Linked DNA regions of Sus scrofa: regions 1 and 2 are each linked to region 3. The links are chromatin contacts, called in public Hi-C maps. All regions are on one chromosome and are shown on one strand. The core of a region is the stretch at or near the end of the contact, and the rest is flanking DNA. Distances in the headings are between cores, read along the strand shown.

Region 1 (3,195 bases), core at 392-2,891, 700 kb before region 3:
TCCAAATGCAATAGTTTGCATCTATTAACCCCAGATTCCCAGTCCACCCAACTCCCTCCCCCCGCACTCCCCCTTGGCAGCCACAAGTCTGTTCTCCAAGTCCATGAGTTTCTTTTCTGTGGAAAGGTTTATTTGTGCTGTATATTAGATTCCAGATATAAGTGATATCATATGGTATTTGGCTTTCTCTCTCTGACTTTCTTCACTTAGTATGAGAGTCTCTGGTTCCATCCATGTTGCTGCAAATGGCATTATTTTATTATTTTGTTCTTTTCTATGGCTGAATAGTATTCCATTGTGTATGTATACCCCATCTTCTTAATCCATTCATCTCTTGATGAACAGTTAGGTTGTTTCCATGTCTTGGCTATTGTGAATAATGTTGCAGTGAACATATGGGTGCATGTGTCTCTTTTAAGGAAAGTTTTGTCTGGATATATGCCCAAGAGTGGTATTGCTGGGTCATATGGTAGCCTTGTATTTAGTTTTCTAAGATACCTCCATACTGTTCTCCATAGTGGTTGTACCAGCTTACATTCCCACCAGCAGTGCAGGAGGGTTCCCTTTTCTCCACATCCTCTCCAGAATTTGTTACTTGTGGACTTATTAATGATGGCCATTCTGACTGGTGTGAGGTGGTACCTTGTGGTAGTTTTGATTTGCATTTCTCTAATAATCAGTGATGTTGAACATTTTTTTCATGTGCTCATTGGCCATCTGTACCTCTTCCTTGGAAAAATGTCTGTTCAGGTCTTTTGCCCATTTTTCAATTGGGTTTTTTTTTTTTTTTTTTTTTTTTTTTTTGCTGTTGAGTTGTATAAGTTTTTTGTATATTTTAGAGATTAAGCCCTTCTCATTTGTATCATTTGAAACTATTTTCTCCCATTCTGCAGGTTCTTTTTTTTTTTTTTTTTAATGGTTTCCTTTGCTGTACCAAAGCTTGTCAGTTTGATTAGGTCCCACTGGTTTATTTTTCCTTTTATTTCTGTTGGCCTTGGGAGACTGACCCAAGAAAACATTTGTATGGTTGATGTCAGAGAATGTTCTGCCCATGGTCTCTTCTAGGAGTTTGATGGTGTCTTGTCTTACATTTAAGGCTTTAAGCCATTTTGAGTTTATTTTTGTGCATGGTGTGAGGGCGTGTTCCAGTTTCACTGATTTACACGTGGCTGTCCAGTTTTCCAAGCACCGCTTGCTGAAAGGACTGTCTTTTCCCTGTTTTATGTTCTTCCCTTTGTTGAAGATTGACTGTAGGTGTCTGGGTTTATTTCTGGGTTCTCTATTCTGTTGCATTGTCTGTCTGTCTGTTTGGGTACCAGTACCACACTGTCTTGATGACTGTGGCTTTGTAATATTGAGGGAGATGATTTTTAACGGGGCTGGAGCTTTTGCAACTTAGGGCTGCTCAGCCTTGCTAAGGAGTTCCTCTGAAAAAATACCTCATCAGGCTCTTTGCTGTTCCCCAGTTCTTTAGACTCAGGTTTCCACCTGCACCCTGGCCAGGAAGTTCATTGGCAACAAGTTAGAATCCTCCTTTCCCTATCACTCACCCCTTTTAAAAAGTGACTCATTCTGAGCTAACCCAGCCTGGGCCCAGACGTGGATAGGGTTATGCATGGACTCTGTGTGGTGGTGTGTCATTTCTGGCTTGCTGGGAAATCCTTTGGTGTTGGGAGTGGGAGGATGGGAGGCAGAGTGTCGCTGGGACTGGAGTGCTTCCAGGATATGTGTGATATAGAGGGGCGGGGGCTGTGTGCTTTGTCTCATGGAACGACAGAGAAGAAGCTGGACTTGGAGTCAAGAACAGCCTAGGTTTGGGTCCCAGCTATAGCCCATGACCATCCAGTAGCCTTGAACAAGTCACTCAGCCTTTCTGAGCTTCATTTCCATTGTCTGTAAGATGTGGTCCCTGTAAGGATTAAATGAGCTGGCGTGTGTTTTTACCCACCACCAGGTTCCTGGTGCTTGGTGACTGCTTGACCACTTTTAAAGTCTTAAGATGTTATTCATCAGATCCCTAAAGAGTATTTCGGTACATACCTTGAACACTATCTGTTTTAGGGGGGAAAAAGGAAGAGCCAGCAGGCCTTCTCTCTCCAGAAGGAACTACAAGTCTAGATAGGAAGAGAATAATGCCCACAGCACTGAAGGCTTAGCATCCTAGAGCAGTGCTTTCTGATAGGAAGACAGTGCATGCTACATGTATAATTTGAAATCTACTAGCCACATTAAAGGGTGAAAGAAAAAAGTGAAATCAGGAGTTCCTGCTATGGTGCAAAGGGATTGGCCTCATCTTGGGAGCTGGGACGCATGTTTGATCCTGGCCCGGCACAGTGGGTTGAGGATCTGGCATTGCTGTAGCTGTAGCTTAGGTCTTGACTGCAGCTGGGATCTGATTCCTGGCCTGGGAACTCCGTCTTCCACAGGGTGGCCGAAAAAGAGAGAAAAAGGTGAAGTCAATTTTAAATAATTTATTTTATTGAATACAAACGTATTCAATATCAGGGTTGTTAATGAGACAATTTACATCCTTTTAAAAATCATACTGTCTTCGAAGTCAGCACGTTCTGTCTACTTACAGCATGTCTTGCTCCAGCGTGGCCATTTCAAATGCTCATTTGGTGTGTGAGCCTGGTGGCTGCCTTACTGGACAGCATTGCTTTAGGATTTACTTGTTAGGTCAGCTCCCATCCCCTACATTTTGGAGGGCATCATTGCGGTCACAGGGCGGGGTATGACTTTACTGTGACAGCCACTGAGGAGCAGAATGGGGCTAGGGCTCGGGTCTCCTTATCACTGGGAAGAGGGGATACTTGCATTTGCTCAGTGTCTGGGCGTCCCAGGCGCTGTGGTAGACATTCCACCCTTGTTATTCCACTGAATTCTTGCAGTAATAACCTTGTGTGGTAGACGGTTAGCATGTGCATTTTTACAGCGGAAGCAACAGAGGCCCAGAGAGGCCAAGCAACTGACCCAAGGCTGCACAGTCAGGGGTGGTGATGGAATATGGACCAGGGCCTTCTGACCCCAGAGTGTTCCATTCACCTGTCTGTTCTTCCCTACACAGAGAAAGAAAATTTGCAGACAGCGTAGTATCTAGGCCAAGTTCTCAAGGAAAGTTCCAGGGCACAGGAGCAGCACTGTGGCTGGCTTATTCAACAGGGGCTTCAGGACATCGATAGAGAAGGCCTGGGT
Region 2 (3,066 bases), core at 107-2,606, 650 kb before region 3:
GAAGTCACATCATTTGTAGAAAAACTGAGCCTAGAACTGTGCCCCCTTGGTGTCTTTCTCCTAGTTGGCTTTGGGCAGCTGCTTGTACAATGACCCTCCCCGGGAAGTTGGGTCTTCATCCTGGAGTTCCTTCCCTCCTCTGTGGCTCCATCTCTGACCGGAGCGACCCTCAGGACCTAGGATATTAAAACTGAGAAGCAGGGAGGGGACGAGGAGATTTGATAGTCCTACAGGAAGATATCTTACTTGCTCAGAAATGATTTTTTTTTTTTTTCATAATTTCAGACAGTGGTTTCAACATGGCACTGGTTAGGGGTCTCCCTGGTCTGCTCTCGAGTTTCTCAGACTGTTCTGGGGTGGGCTTCAAGAATCCTATTCCTTTTCTCCCCACACCTGGACAGGAGTCTCCCAAGGGGCAGGTCTGTGGGCCCAGCCCCCTGCTCTGTGGCAGACACAGAGGTACCCACACGTCAGCTGGAGCCAGGGCCTTGCAAGTTACTCTCCCCTTCGCTTCATTTTTCCAGATGTTTGGAATCCATTTTGTTTTGCAGTCATTCTGCACCCGAGCCAAACCCATTTCAATATTGGCTCTGGGCCACCGTTTATAATGAAATCCAGATGAGCATGACTTATGGAAAGTCAGATTCTCATTAGAGGATTTCGGTCCATAAAATTCTCCTCTTTCATTTACCGTATTTCAGCTGCTGTTCCCTGTGTCAGCCCCGCAGTGCTGGGGGACGTGGCACCTTGGTCTCTGGGGTCTGAGATCTGGGATGAATGACCAGCGCAACGTTCCCACTGGTCAGCCCTCAGGAGAACTTACAGCCCAGTTATATGGCCTGAGCTGAGCCCAGGCCCAAAGGCCCAACCTGAGGGACCCTTTAGCCTTGGCTGTAATCATGTAGGCAACAAGAATTGAAAGGTTAGAAAATTAGTCTTGTTTTGAAGCTGGGGAAAGGAGATACTTAAAGATGGAATCAAGGGAAAAGAGCCAGAGGGAGGGAGGCCCAGGTGCTCTTTACCACTCAGACTGCAGTCCGGAGGGCCACACTTGGGCACCCAGGTCAGGCAGGCACCGCAGGGCTGAGCCCAGAAGCCCATTGCTAACCTTCCACTTGGGCGAAGCGTGGCCAAGCAAGGATGCTGCTGCCCTCAGGCCTGTGGTTCTTGACCTGGGTGCAGCACCACAGTGCTCCAGCTTCAAGTGCTTGAGAAGTGGCCCCTTGCTGGCAGAAGCCTTTCCCTGGGGGCACTGTGTCACCACACAGGACATACGGCCAGCACACCCAGTGCTGTGCAGCCCACGTCACTGCCACCTGGCAGCACGGTGGAGCAGCCTAACTGGCTGTGCGGCCCCTTCCCAGAACAGTCTCGCCTTCCTTCTGCCTCCTGGGCCAAGGAGAGTAAGGTTTCATCCCTTCCTGTGAGGTGGCCAAAAGCAGGGCCCAGGGCCCAGGCCTCTCACCTCCAGCTGGCACCAGCGCCTCCGGCCTCAGCAGATAGCCTTTGCTCAGGAGGCCTTTGGGAGCTCGCCTGCGAGCTGCGTCATCAACCAGCCCGAATTTAGACAAAGTGCTTTGGGGAAAAGAAACGTGTGGTGTGCCTCAGTTTTTTCCAGTAATTGTTCCATGGCTTGCTCTGCTCGTAAGATTTTCCAAAATAAGGCCATAGATGGGAATTATATCAGCACATCGGGGACCGACGGCATGTGGACTCTGTCGGCGCTTTGTAAAAAACACCCCTCGATCAGACAGACGCACGTCATCGTGGCCTGCTGGGGCTGAAGGCAGGGAGCTGTAGGTGTCTGCTCAGGACAGGGGGGCCAGGGAGACCTTTGCTTGGGCTGGAGCTTCTCCACTGGGGGCCCATCACAGCAACCGGTGGGCCTCTGGGACACCCTGGAATTTGCCTTATGTGTTTCTCTTTAAGGGCCACCTCCTTCCCCGATCTACTCGGGGCCCTTCCTGTTTGGCAGAGTCTGGCCTGGCAGTTTCAGCAAGTTACTGGCACCTCCTCCAGGGCAGGGTCCAGCATGACAGGCCATATCCCTGGCTCTGGGAAGAAGATGGTCCCAAAGCAGGAAAAGGGGTTCTGACTTGTATGTGTGGGCTTCTAGACATTCTTAAAGTCTCCCAACCCACCCCTCTCCCTATGTCTTGCAGGAGACAGACTGTGACCAGCACCCCCTGCTGGATTGAGCTGCACCTGAATGGGCCATTGCAGTGGCTTGACAAGGTCCTCACCCAGATGGGCTCCCCAAGCATCCGCTGTTCCAGTGTGTCTTAGAGACATTGGGTGTGAAGGGGGAGGGTGGGGAGGGCGGGCTCGGGGAAGATGGCTGTGGAGGAGGTGGAGAAATCAGAACTCTACTCACTGTGGTCAAGGAAGAAGACATTTTTCTCCCTCAACCAAAGTGGCACCAGCCTGTTTTCCAAAACACAAAAGCAAACCCGGAGATGGATTTCTATGAACAGCTGTGTCTGCTGAACACATCTTCCCTTTGGCCCCAGCTTGAAGGGCAAGAAATGGCTTCTGCTCTGGCGGCTTGAGCAAACAGGTGGTATCTCACCACCTGCCACCTCCCCCTGCCTCCCCCCCCCCTTTTTTAAGGACAGAAACTGGGATGTCACTGTCCAATGGGAAATGGCCTTCTGATCAGGACCGGAATGTGGAATGGGCCTTGGGTGCTCTAGGCTGGGAGAAGCCCGCAGGGGTGTGAGCACACCTCAGGTCCAGCCCTCTTCCCCCACTGAGCATTCCTGAACCCCAGCTGCAGCAGCAGACCCTGTAACCTGGGGCCTGGACTGACTTGGGGCAGGGAGGGGGCTTGTCTGTCTCTATCCATCTCAGAGCGTACTGATTACAGTGAGCAAGCGAGTGTGGTCACAATGTGCAGAGAGATGGTGGGAAAAGCTGGTGGGACACCGGTTTAAAAACACTCTTAAATTTGTCTTCACTTTCAGCAGTTGGAAAGCTCTGTTGAGGCTCAGTGCATATGTACCAGAGTTTGTATCATCAGCCTCATATGAGAGATTTGAATTACGTCAAGTGTTTCCATGAAGGAAG
Region 3 (3,058 bases), core at 330-2,829:
GCGAGGCAACCGACTGGGCTCCCAGAGGGTGTAGAGACTTGGACTACCTGCATGCTCAGGCACCAGCAAAGCACATGCACCAATATTTTTCTATTGGAAAGAAATTGCTATCTCAAAAATCACTGACAAACATCACAGGAAATCTGAACTTCCTTTGCCCCCCTCCCCCGCCCCCCATCTTACCCATCAGGACTGTGCTTTTTTGCAACTGAATTACCTGGGGACAGGATCCCTGTCTTCTCAGGGTCTTTGCCTCTAAAGGTCTTTTCAGGCCTTGCTTTGGCTGTTTACTAATTACATGATCATGCCCAGGTGGCTCTACTCCTGTGACCTGGTGTCAGTAACACCCACAAGGCAGGGCTGTCAGGATTATTAAAAAGAGAAATCCGTGAAGGCCCTGGCACATGGTTGATGCTCAGTAAGGAGTGTGCAGGTATTATTATTTTAAATTCAGAGGCAGCATGAGGGGTCAGCATTGCTCCAAGTCCCTGGTATAGTATAACTTATGCTTATGGTAGCAGTAAGATTCTGTTTTGTTTTGGACGTGAAACGGATCAACTTTAGTGAGACCTTTTCCTTAAGTGTAAGGTAGAGTAGAACCCAGGATAGTGCAAAGGGAAGCAGAGGCAAGATTTGAGAGACTGAAGACTGGGGCCCAAGGGCTAGATGTAAATAGCACGACAAACTGATGAATCTGACTGCCCACACTTTTACTCCATGTCCGGTGACTATAGTTTCCTTTGTGTCAAAAAGTAATACCTGTATGTGAAAAGATTACATCGAGGTACAAACTCTACAACCAGGTAAACCCTAGGACAAAAATATGGAACGCTTCACGAATTTGCGTGTCATCCTTGCGCAGGGGCCATGCTAATCTTCTCTGTATCGTTCCAATTTTAGTATATGTGCTGCCGAAGCGAGCACGACGGCTGGGTCTTCTCAGAGGGTATATAAAGCCAAGAACATAAAAACTTTTTTGATTATGGTGACTATAGAAGAGTAATTTTTTTCAATTTAAAAGTATTCGAGGATTTATGACCTTCTATGTCACACATACTGTCATCATATCTTTGTGATTTTGGGAGAGTTAAGTAGAATTGTCTCTTTAACCTTCTTACATATTATATGCAAATGAAGGGACCATGGGAAATTGGCCCTCTGCCCGCCCGACCTCCGCGCGCCTTACTGTCACGCTCGGTCACGTGGTGCTCGTTCCCCTAGCGCTTCTCTCACTATTGCGGGTCTGCGAGCCCAGCGGTTGTCCCTGGAGTCCTCCTGGCGCGTGGCGGAGGGGGATGCGGCGGCGTATTGTACCCGGAACTACGCGGAGAAGCGTGTGCACTGCGCGAGTGGTTTTTGAGGGCCTGGGACCGTGGTGCCAATGAGGGCCCCACAGAAGTGGAGTCCGTGCCCCCGAAACGTTTGCGAACCGATGGTCAGGCTAGGACCCATAACCACCGCGAGGTCTGGAGCCACCGACCGCGAACCGGAAGAGGCTGGGCGGGGCGGCCTAGGGCTGCGGCTCCGGGCGCCGGTGTCCCGCTGCTTCCTCGGTGGGGGGTTGCCTATTGACCCACCCCGCGCTGGAGGCCAAGGGGAAGAGGGAGGGTGTCCACTCTGGGTTCCTGGCTTTGCTTAGAGTGACTTGGGAGTCGTGGCGCTTTGGGAAATGTCACCACTCTTTAATCTAGTCCCGGGGCAGGCACTTAACCTAATCGGTTTCCTCCCCCAACCCCCTCCGCGCCCCCCAGTTTGAAGGTTAGAAAACTGAGGCTCTAGTTGGTTAAATTATTAAGGCTAAAATGATCCTGCCAGTGGTGAAAGAAGTCGTGATATGGGTGCAAGTCTGCTTTCACGGTGGGATTCAAGAGAGAAAAGATGGGGGCCAAGAGTGTAGCCTGCCTTTTTCTTAAACAATATTCCCAAGACCTTAACAGTTCAGACTTTACTTCCTGCTTTCATTTTTTCACCAAATATCAAGGTCCTATGACGTGAGCGCTGAGGTTGCAGGGGTGATCGAGTGATTAGGGTTGCTGTGGTCATGGAGCTGCTTCTGTTCCAGCAAGGGGAGAGCATTCTCGGTCTTGAGACAGCTTGGAAGGAACATTTGGGACAGAGCCGTGGCTGGGGAATGAAGGCCTGCCACTTCAGTGGGTGGACAGGAGGGAGGGGACAGTCGAGCTGTGGCTTGATGGTGGGGATGCAGCCCTCAGAGGACAGGACAGATAGTACCTGTCAGAGGAAGACCTTGGGGCCACCTGAGTCAGTTTCACCCATCTGGGCTAGTCCTTCAGGGGTGGTCTAGGCTGAGCGCTGGCTCTTCACTGTGAACCTGACTCAGCCCCAGCCAGGGAGCACCTGGCCTGGCCTTTGGGGAATCTGGAGGACCAACTCCTTCCCCCTTTTCAGTGAAATGGAAATCAGGTGCAGGCAGCCCAACTTCTCATTTGACCTCTCTCTAAATAAGCAGCAAGCAAACACAAACCTCAGAATGCTAATATGGCCTTTATTGAGCGAAAAGAGCTAATTTGGGCAATGATGTTTCTCTCAGATTTACAAAAGGGAATTGCAAATAACTAAAAAGCGTATTAGCAATGATGGGAGATGATGCTAATCTTCAATTAGCATCCATGTTTTTATTCATTTATTTAGAAGGAGAGCCTTTTCGACACAGTTGATGTGCACACGTGTCACAGGGACAGGTACATCTCATGGGTTCATAAATGCCTTACTGCAGAAACCAGCAGGAGATGCACCAGGTTGTTCCTGGCTTCTGGCTACATGAGCATGTGTTATTTTGAGCCAGAGGTGGGGTTTTGTTTGTTCCGTTTGTTTTTTTCTAATTGAGCACTTGTGGAACAGAGAAGAGAGATCTGGATTTTAGTTCCCATTCCTCCCTGTGCCTGTCTTTGTGACCTTGGCCAACTCCTTGGACCTCTCTGGTCCTGTTTTATCTTCTGCAAAGTGAGGAAAGTGTCCTAGAGATGATGTCTAACTATTTCTGTCAGCTTTAACCTGCTGTGGTTTTTTTGTAACTAGGTAAATGAAGGACTTTTTC

The links. Hi-C and Micro-C count contacts between places; a contact is called where the count stands out from the background.
Region 1: a Hi-C map of embryonic fibroblasts shows a contact between it and region 3, with 4 times the contacts expected there. The contact joins two enhancer-like sites. A contact is called at or near these places in 2 of 47 Hi-C or Micro-C datasets (embryonic fibroblasts and subcutaneous adipose tissue).
Region 2: a contact with region 3 is called in a Hi-C map of subcutaneous adipose tissue, with 2.8 times the contacts expected there. The contact joins two enhancer-like sites. A contact is called at or near these places in 3 of 47 Hi-C or Micro-C datasets (embryonic fibroblasts and subcutaneous adipose tissue) and 1 of 2 datasets of contacts at active chromatin or transcription factors (skeletal muscle).

What each region holds. Positions count from the first base shown.
Region 1 is chr1:165,061,575-165,064,769 of Sscrofa11.1, forward strand. All of the region lies in intron 1 of SMAD3 (SMAD family member 3), which reads left to right. Among named protein-coding and RNA genes, the nearest start is that of SMAD3, 65 kb to the left of the region's middle. Within about 2 kb of position 1,642, at least 11 of the 83 cell types and tissues checked have an H3K27ac peak or open chromatin away from gene starts, as enhancers often do. A contact at or near this core is called in embryonic fibroblasts, where this site is marked.
Region 2 is chr1:165,117,710-165,120,775 of Sscrofa11.1, forward strand. SMAD3 (SMAD family member 3) reads left to right here. Exons shown (of 9, transcript NM_214137.1): 9 at 2,163-3,066. The coding sequence ends at 2,286. Among named protein-coding and RNA genes, the nearest start is that of AAGAB, 74 kb to the right of the region's middle. Within about 2 kb of position 1,357, at least 24 of the 83 cell types and tissues checked have an H3K27ac peak or open chromatin away from gene starts, as enhancers often do. A contact at or near this core is called in skeletal muscle and subcutaneous adipose tissue, where this site is marked.
Region 3 is chr1:165,766,167-165,769,224 of Sscrofa11.1, forward strand. SKOR1 (SKI family transcriptional corepressor 1) reads left to right here. Exons shown (of 9, transcript XM_021100496.1): 9 at 1-61. Among named protein-coding and RNA genes, the nearest start is that of SKOR1, 14 kb to the left of the region's middle. Within about 2 kb of position 1,580, at least 81 of the 83 cell types and tissues checked have an H3K27ac peak or open chromatin away from gene starts, as enhancers often do. A contact at or near this core is called in embryonic fibroblasts, skeletal muscle and subcutaneous adipose tissue, where this site is marked.